3 separate regions of the Mus musculus genome follow, and all the other regions are linked to region 1. Evidence: chromatin contacts called from public promoter capture Hi-C data. All regions are on one chromosome and are shown on one strand. Each heading gives the region's core, a stretch centred on a gene start, on an enhancer-like site or on the middle of the called end of the contact. The rest is flanking DNA. Distances are from core to core; before and after follow the strand shown.

Region 1 (2,752 bases), core at 180-2,679:
CAAATGGTTGTGTACTTTGTTTTGATCTTTTTGTTTTATTTTTCTATGGACAGCTGGCCTAGAACTCATTATGTGGACCAGGCTGCCCTTTGCCTGTCTCTACATCCCAAAGAATTGGATTAAAGGTGTGGGCAGGGGCTGGAGAGATGGCTCAGTGGTTAAGAGCACTGGCTGCTTTTCCAGAGGTCCTGAGTTCAATTCCCAGCAACCACATGGTGGCTCACAACCATTTGTAATGCAATCTGATGCCCTTAAGTGTATCTTAAGTGACAGTGTACTTACATAAAACAAATAAATAAATCTTTAACAACAACAAAAAGGTGTGGACAGCCCAACCCCTTCTTTGGGAACTAGCTTTTATGTCACACAATTAGTTGGCTTTAGTCCCCTCCCTCCACATGTATAGAGGATGGCCTTGAATTTTCTTGCCTCTATCACCAGTTTGTTGAGATTTCAGGCATGTACCACCATATCATATATACCATGCTGGGGCGATAACCCAGCCTTTAGTGCTTGCTAGACAGTCTACCAATTGTGTTAATCCCCAGCCTCTGTTTAATCTCATATGGAATAGTATGATTGGCCCTAACCGCCCCCCGTCCCCCCGTCCCCCAATACACACTCGCGCGGGTGCGTGCGCGCGCACACACGATGGACAACCAATCCTTCCATAACCACCCTGGCCATAGGAAGTCAGTTCTTCAGAAAAAGGGATGTCTATTTGACCAAAACAAATCCCAAGAGCATGCACACTGGGCTTTGGGCTAGAAGAGGGTCATCAGGTGGAAGTCAGCTGAATGGGGGAGGTTCAAGGAACACAAGGAGAGAAAGTCAGTCTGGTTGGGCCGTGGTGGTAGCAGGGGAGACAAATACCTGTCTAAGACGCGGGTACTATTACCAACCCCATTGAAGAGGCAGAAAGTAGCCTAAAGAAGCTCAGTAACTTGCCTCGAGAGTCATAGGCCGGACAATTATTTCTCTGACTCCAAGCTGGGCCATGCGTGTCCAGACTCCGCACCAGAACCCTCCTTTTTCCCATCATCCGTTTGCAAAATCAGAAAACGAATAAGAGGAAAGTGTGTCATCAAGGCGTGCCCTCCTGCAAGCCCGGCCCATCGCCCCTTGGGAGCAAGCTCCGCGTGGCCTCCGGGGATCAAAGATGGGCACGCATGCGCATGCGGGGGTGGGGTTGTCTTCGGAGGCTTCCGCCTCCCGGGTTTTGCAAAGTTACCTGGCCCACAGGAGGCGGAGTTAGGGAGTTGTAGGCTGTGCGCGCGCGGGCCCCGCCTTCAGCCTCCTCGGGCACCTGTTGGCCTGAGGGGCCGCCGGTGGCACCCAATAGACAGCCTCCCTGAGCCGCCCGTGCCCCGCCTCTAATGCAGAGCCACCAATCCCCGCGTTGCTGCAGCCCCGCTGCCCCGCGGCCCCACCTTCTGCGCGCTTCTTCCGGGTGGGCTCGGGCGGGGGCCAAGGCCATGGCTCTTTGGCCGCCGCTTAACTCTGGGATGCTGGTGCGGACTGGGCACACCGTGCTGACCTGGGGAATCACTCTGGTGCTCTTCCTGCACGACACCGGTGAGCCGGACACCGCGCCACCCCGAGCCCACCCGATCACGCGTGGGTATACCGGGGTCCCCCTAATCCTCAGACACATTGAAATCTCCATTTCTATCTCCCACCAGTTCCTCAAGCGTCTTTCTCCTATGTCGGTCCGGGGATCATCCTCTCTCCGCCTGATTCCCAAGTTGGACCCTAATTAATCCCAGTAATTTTCTGTCATCGATAGATGTCCATCCATCCAAAGACCACCAGAGCCCATCAGAGGACCAACTAGAGGCCCCATCTCTCCCATCCCTGGGCTCTACCTGTCCTTCCCAGAAATTGCCTCCCAACCCCTCCCTAAATAAGATTAAGAAATCCGCTAGACTTAAGGACTTGGCTTTCCGGTCCACTCCCCAAATCCTATGAGCCGACTAACTACCCCAAGGGACGCCACTATAGCGAGGAGCAGGTTTCCCACCTTCGCCTGGTAGCATCTCCTTTCCCCATCATTCCCTTCACCCCCTTCCTGCCCCCTCCTAGGTTTCCCTTCCAGAAGGAACAGAGCCCACCAGAGGCTTCCTCTGTAGCCCTCCTCCATCGCTTTTGCCCTTTGTCCTCAGGCTTCCACACCAGGAGTCAGCCACCTTCAAAACCTCCTTGGCTCTCTTTCACCCAAGGGTACCAGAGTTGCCTACGCTCAGCTGTCTGGTGTCACCACGTCCATCACTTCTTAGCCCTCCCTCCTCTCCATAATCCTCCTTCACTGCCATGGGCTTAAACAGGCTGGCTGGCACCTTCCTAGCTGGAGCTCCTGGCTGGCTCCACCCTCTTCCAGGGCTGACTCTTCCCCTGGGGAGCCCCCTTCCTCCTGCCTCCCTCAGGTCTAGCCTCCATATCACCTCCAGCTACTTTCTTTCTACCCCCACCGCCTCCTGCCCTTCCCTTTTGCTATGGTTCTCACTGTCCTCTGGCCTCCCCAGAGCTACGCCAATGGGAAGAGCAAGGGGAGCTGCTCCTGCCCCTCACATTCCTGCTCCTGGTGCTAAGCTCCCTGCTGCTTTATCTGGCTGTGTCACTCATGGACCCCGGCTATGTGACTACTCAGCCCCAGCCTCAGGTAAGCAAGCAGGGACCTCGAAGGCCAACAGGGGAGTGAGACCTCAATGCTGAGCCCTGAGCTGCACTCAGTGTGGGGGCATCTTGATGAAGC
Region 2 (2,752 bases), core at 144-2,643, 270 kb after region 1:
AGGTCCCACCAGACCGAGTTACTTCCACAGCTCTTCATAATGTTTTTGTTTTTAGATTTCTGTGTGTGTGTGTGTGTGTGTGTGTGTGTGTGTGTGTGTGAGAGAGAGAGAGAGAGAGAGAGAGAGAGAGAGAGAGAGAGCAGAACAGGGTGAATTCTCTGGAGCTGGCTGCTAGGGACCAAATGGTCCTCAGAAAAAGCAGCAAGCCCTTTTAGAGAGAGAGAGAGAGAGAGAGAGAGAGAGAGAGAGAGAGAGAGAGAGAGAGAGCAAGCAGAACAGGGTGAATTCTCTGGAGCTGGCTACTAGGGACCAAATGGTCCTTAGAAAAAGCAGCAAGCCCTTTTTTGTTTTTTGTTTGTTTGTTTTGGTTTTTGGAGACAGGGTTTCTCTGTGTAGCCCTGCTATCCTGGAACTCACTCTGTAGACCAGGCTGGCCTCGAACTCAGAAATCCGCCTGCCTCTGCCTCCCAAGTGCTGGGATTAAAGGCGTGCGCCACCACTGCCTATCACCCCAACAGTTCTGATGGGAGTCCCTTTCAGGAACTTGATGAATCCAAGTTCAGGCTTCATCTGAACAGAAGTCTCTGCAAAGAACTCATGCTGGCAGCACTGAGCCTGATGCTACTGCCACTTCGCGTCCAGAACCAAGCTTAACCTATCAGTTAGAAACAGTACAGGCTGGGTATTGTGTTCCCTCAAAGAACATTTGTCTACTGAGCTCTGTGGTGCCAAGCAGTAGAGCCACTGGACTACACCTTGTATATTCCTCCCATTTTTCAGATGACAAAACTGAGTCTCCGAAGGCCGTGCCTTCGGGATCCTGGCCCTCCCCACTACTTCTCACTTAAGGCCAGAGTCTCACAAATAACTTTCCCCTAGTATCCCTTGCAGTAGAGGGTCCGGGGCCCCAGCCAGAGAGCCAGGGCGTAGTCCTCCATCCTCTCTGAAGCTCCAAGAGAGACAATGGCAGGTCGCAGCGGAGGCGAGGGCGCAAGTGCCCCCCTGCCCGCCGCCCTTTGTTTTCCCGCCTGCCCCCTCGCGCGCCCCGGGAGGCTGGGAGGCGCCTCTCACAGGCTTCCTCCTCCCATTCTTGTGCTAATTGGGTGTCAAGCTGAGATCAGTGAGAAAGAAATCCGCCCGGGCTCGGGTTAAACTGCCGCCAAAGACTAGGGCTGAGCCCAGAATTTGATTAGGCCGGGAGGAAGCCGCGGCCCGGGGGAGGGGTGGCTAAGCTTTCAGGGCCCCTTTGAAAGTCACTGGGTCGCCCCCTCCTCTCCCGCCCTCTCCACAACCGCCTCTAGGGGCCTCTGGAAGATATTTAACCTTCTTCCTAGGAATTGAAAGCGATAGCCACACACTGGCCTGGGCAGCCACTTGCCTGTCCAAGCACTGCTGGACCTCCAAGGATGCAGGAGGCTGGCTCCTTCCAGCAGCGCCCTGTTCAGCAAGGAGGCGGAGCGGGGTGGGGGCGGGGACGTTTACCTCCAGACTCTGATGTTTGGAGAGGCTTTACTCCTCCTCGTCTCTGGTTCCTCATCAGCAGGCGGAGGATAAAGTCCTACCTGTTCTGTGCTTGGTGGCCATTAAGAGTCAATAATGGAGTGGTTGACCTCCAAGGGGGCCCCTTCGGGAAGGGTTCCCTGCCCCCACCTTCCGGCAATGACTCCTTTCCCCAACCATACAGCTCTATCGCCTTACGGGTTTTTACTAGTTATTTATTTACTCTGTTAATTGTGTATATATATATCCTGTTACTGCAGTGTTTGCACAGTCCAGAAGAAGGCATCGAATGGACTCCCCAGAACTGGAGTCAAAGGCAGCAGATTCGCGTCACTCCATGATGGTGCTGGAGTCTCTAGTCCTCTACAAGAGCAATATGAATTCTTAATGGCTGAGCTGTCTCTCTGGACCCTTATATTTCAAATTTATATTTCAACCCTTCTGATAGCATCTTCCTCTGAAGTATAGTCATACTCTAAAACAAAATTTATTTTTGTCTTATGCATATGCATACATATGCATGCTTTGCCTGCATGTATGTGTGCTGTGTATGGGTGCTGAGAACCCCTCAGCAAGTTAGCCACTGAGAGCCATCCTTCCAGTCTGCCCCACCCCTCCCCTTTGACAGCGTCTCACTATGCTCCCTCGCTGGCCTGAAACTATGTAGACTAGGTTGGCTTGAAAGCAGAGATCTCTGCCTCTGCTTCCCAAGGGTTGGGATCAAAGGTGTGAAGACCCATGCCCATCTGGTCTACTGTTTCTTTTGTGGGCCTTGACCTAGTCTGCCTGGCATGCTTCCTTGAAAGGCTTCCTGGTGCTAGGCCCTGGTGCAAAGAACTCATATTCCCAGCCCTTGGGACGAGGCAGGACGATTCCTGCAAGTTGTGGGACAGATAAGGCTATACAGGGAGAACATTTCAAAGCCAACAGAGCAGTGTTCCTGTGTCCCAGGGCACACCTCATTGGGTCCATCTTCTAGCAGCTGCCACTGCTGCTCCGTGAGGTGGATCTGGGGCCTAGACCTCGCCCCCATGGCAGGCAGCTTTTTCTATCTGCTTAGGTGAACCCATAGGTGCTCTGCAACTGTCAAGTACTTAATGTGAGGAGCTGCCCAAGAGCAGTAGCTATGTAAGTTAATACTATAAGCATGTATTGGTCAATTACTGTGTGTACTCAAGAGGGCTCCGCACGGTCTGGGGACAATCAGATGCAGGTCCAAGAGCTGTCAGCCCCTCAAGGAGGGGTTAGTAGT
Region 3 (2,752 bases), core at 160-2,659, 270 kb before region 1:
TTCAACTGTGTATTAAGTTTGAGAGCAGCCTGGGCTGCAGGAGAGAGACCTTGCAGCAAAGACCAAACCCAAAACCAAAAAAACCCAAACCAATAAACAACAACAACAAAGCAGGCAAAAGTGCATCGGAGGTCAAGCCCACACACTGTTCTTTCACAGGACCAGAATTTGGTTCCCAGCCTCCGTGTGAGGCTTCTCAAAGCTGCCTTTAATTGCAGCTCTGCCAGATCTGACCCCCTCCTCTGGTCTCTGTAAACATGTGGTGTGTGTTCACATACACACAAATAAAAACAGAAATAAATCTGAAAAGGAGGGAGGGGCTGGAGAGATGGCTTAGCAGTCAAGGGCACTGGCTGCTCTTTCAGAGGTCCTGGGTTCTGTTCCCAGCTCTCAGATGGTGGCTCACAGCCATCTGTAATGTCAGTCCCAGGGGATCCAACACCTTCTTCCGGTGTCTGAGGGCACTACACACATAGAATCCATAGTACATGCAAGCAAAACACCCTTACACATAAACACATTTTAAAAATTAACAAACAAAATAAAAGGAGGCCGGAGAGATGGCTCAGCGAGTCATGGAGCTTGCCCCGAGTTTGATCTTCAGGACTACAGAACTCATATACAAGAAGAAGAGGGGACTCTAGAAAGTTGTTCTCTGATCTCCACATCCATGCTACAGCTTTCTGTGTCCCCTGTCTCACATGCATGTGCTCTCACACGCAAACACACACTCATAATAAAACATAAAATAACATTTAAAAGCAAAAACAGGTTTGGGAAGACAGCTCCATGGTTAAAGAACTTAACTGTACAGCCTTGAGAACCTAAATAAATTAAGTCATGTAAATTCCAGAAGCATGGGCCGCGGGCTCCCATGGCCAGTGTGATGCGAGTATCCCTGCAATGTCATGGTCACGGCGACACCCTGTGCTCATGCACACGCAAGCGAACACACAGACACAAACACAAATATACAGCCACACACAGAGGGGGAAAAAATGAAAACAGGAAAGCAAACAAAAACAAAAACGGGTAGATGTGGTGCACACTTTTAATCCCAGCAGAAGTTTCTGTGAATTGGATGCCAGCCTGGTCTACATTTGGCGTTCTAGGCCAGGAGGGGCCTGGAGAGACCCTGTTTTAAACGAATATATTCCCAACTATTTAAAAAAAAAAAACTAAAATTTGCATAATGAATTACCAAAATAATCAATAGTATAGTGTTACAGTGCATCCGCAGAGACCTCCAGGGTGCACGGAAACCGGTTTAGTAAAACGTTGATTAGAGCGAACAGCCCGCTGGTGGGGCCCGCGGCCGGCAGGGGCAGCAGCGCTCCCCAAAGCCCCGCCCCGCGCGCCTGGCCCCGCCCCGCGCTCGGCTCGGCTCGGCCGCGGACGCGCGCGCGCAGAGGGCGGGCGCAGGCAGCAGGTGGGCGGGGTGCGGCGGGGTGCGTGAGGCGGGGCGGGGGGCTGCCGGCTGCTCTGGGGCCGGCGTGGCGGCCCTGCGTACGGGCGCGCCATGGACTTCAACATGAAGAAGCTGGCGTCGGACGCGGGCATCTTCTTCACTCGGGCGGTGCAGGTGAGGCCTGGCACGACGCCGCTCATGGGGCCCGGATGTGGAGCGCGCCCCGGGCGGGCGGGCAGGCTCTCTGCAGCAGGAGCCCCTTTCCTGCAGCAGCGGCTGTGCGCTCTGGGTACAGCTAGGGCCCCTGTTCTCTTGTCCCCGAGCTGCTCAGGGGAGCTCCCAGCGAGGTCAGCTGCACCCCACTATGGCCCGGAACCCATGGGGGCCTGGGCTCCGGTGCCTGGGCGCCTGGCAGTGCCCGTTTACACTGACAAGTTTGCCCACTGCCCTGGTGCCTGCACAGCCCGGGAGGTGGATGCCCACTGGGTGGTTCAGGCCTCTCTGCACTAGTCTGCCTTCCTCCCCTCCCCCGCCCCAGGCCAGGCTGGCAGGTTGAGGGCCACACAAAAATACCCCAATCTCTTTTGCGAGCCTCAGTCTCCATACCCGTGCAATGGGCAGGTTGGTGCTAATGGTTGCATCCAGTCCCTTTCACACGCTTGGGGAGTCAGGCCGGAAGCCAGGAGTTATTTCCTTTCTGCTCTGCGGGAGGCTTGTTTCCTTTTACTTCCCAGGCCTAAAGGATGTCAGAAGGCTAGGATCTGGCAGGCTCTTTGGGTTCTGTCCAGGCCGGTAATGCTGATATTGGAACAAGTCCTAAACATTTGGTAGAAGAAAGAGAAACTGAGGCGAATTCATGTCTCAGCAAAAGGCTGGAGTCAGGATATGGATGGTAATGCTCCTCATGACCTTGGGGGACAGGAGAGCTTTACTTCAGGGCCTCTGTTTCTCGCTCTGAGAAATGGGGTGAGTGGCCCTCTTTCCTGGGTTGGCTGCAAGTGCAGTTGCTGAGGCTAAGTGCACCTGTGCATCCTGCAGTGACCTTGGACAAGCCATCTGAGCCTCACTCTGCCTTCTGTAAAGCAGGTATGAGGCTCAGCTGGGAGGCCCTGTCTGCTCCAAGGCCGGGGGTGGGGTTCCTGAGGTTTCTGTACCCCTGGTCTAACCCATCTCAGTACCCCAGGAATAAGTTCTGTATGCTGCCCTTGTTGACCTGCTAGGCGCAGCCTCCTCCTCTCCCCCTCAGAGGCCCATGTGGTCGTGTTTACTAGAAAGCACAGGTCTCCCCTGAGGCTGAGTGTCCCAGTGCGGATTGCCACTCCCTGTCCAAGCTTGGTGGGCAAC

The links. Promoter capture Hi-C pulls out the DNA fragments that hold promoters and counts their contacts.
Region 2: a promoter capture Hi-C map of liver shows a contact between it and region 1, with 2.5 times the contacts expected there. The contact joins the enhancer-like site here to the promoter of Zdhhc12 in region 1. A contact is called at or near these places in 7 of 39 promoter capture datasets (the 3T3-L1 cell line, 3T3-L1-derived adipocytes, hematopoietic stem and progenitor cells and 3 more), 1 of 484 Hi-C or Micro-C datasets (the G1E-ER4 cell line), 1 of 115 datasets of contacts at active chromatin or transcription factors (pancreatic cancer cells) and 2 of 9 other capture datasets (adipose tissue and liver).
Region 3: a contact with region 1 is called in a promoter capture Hi-C map of embryonic stem cells, with 3 times the contacts expected there. The contact joins the promoter of Sh3glb2 here to the promoter of Zdhhc12 in region 1. A contact is called at or near these places in 15 of 39 promoter capture datasets (the 3T3-L1 cell line, the HPC-7 cell line, cranial neural crest and 7 more), 6 of 484 Hi-C or Micro-C datasets (embryonic stem cells, muscle stem cells and pro-B cells), 11 of 115 datasets of contacts at active chromatin or transcription factors (the 230-238 cell line, bone marrow-derived macrophages, embryonic stem cells and 3 more) and 5 of 9 other capture datasets (adipose tissue, embryonic stem cells, liver and 2 more).

What each region holds. Positions count from the first base shown.
Region 1 is chr2:30,092,312-30,095,063 of GRCm38.p6, reverse strand. Zdhhc12 (zinc finger, DHHC domain containing 12) reads left to right here and starts at 1,429. Exons shown (of 5, transcript NM_001037762.1): 1 at 1,429-1,575; 2 at 2,523-2,659. The coding sequence starts at 1,476.
Region 2 is chr2:29,818,937-29,821,688 of GRCm38.p6, reverse strand. No RefSeq gene overlaps it. Among named protein-coding and RNA genes, the nearest start is that of Urm1, 7.1 kb to the left of the region's middle. Within about 2 kb of position 1,393, at least 299 of the 459 cell types and tissues checked have an H3K27ac peak or open chromatin away from gene starts, as enhancers often do. A contact at or near this core is called in the G1E-ER4 cell line, adipose tissue, hematopoietic stem and progenitor cells and 4 more, where this site is marked.
Region 3 is chr2:30,357,973-30,360,724 of GRCm38.p6, reverse strand. It overlaps Sh3glb2 (SH3-domain GRB2-like endophilin B2), which reads left to right and starts at 1,409. Exons shown (of 12, transcript NM_001289709.1): 1 at 1,409-1,582. The coding sequence starts at 1,520.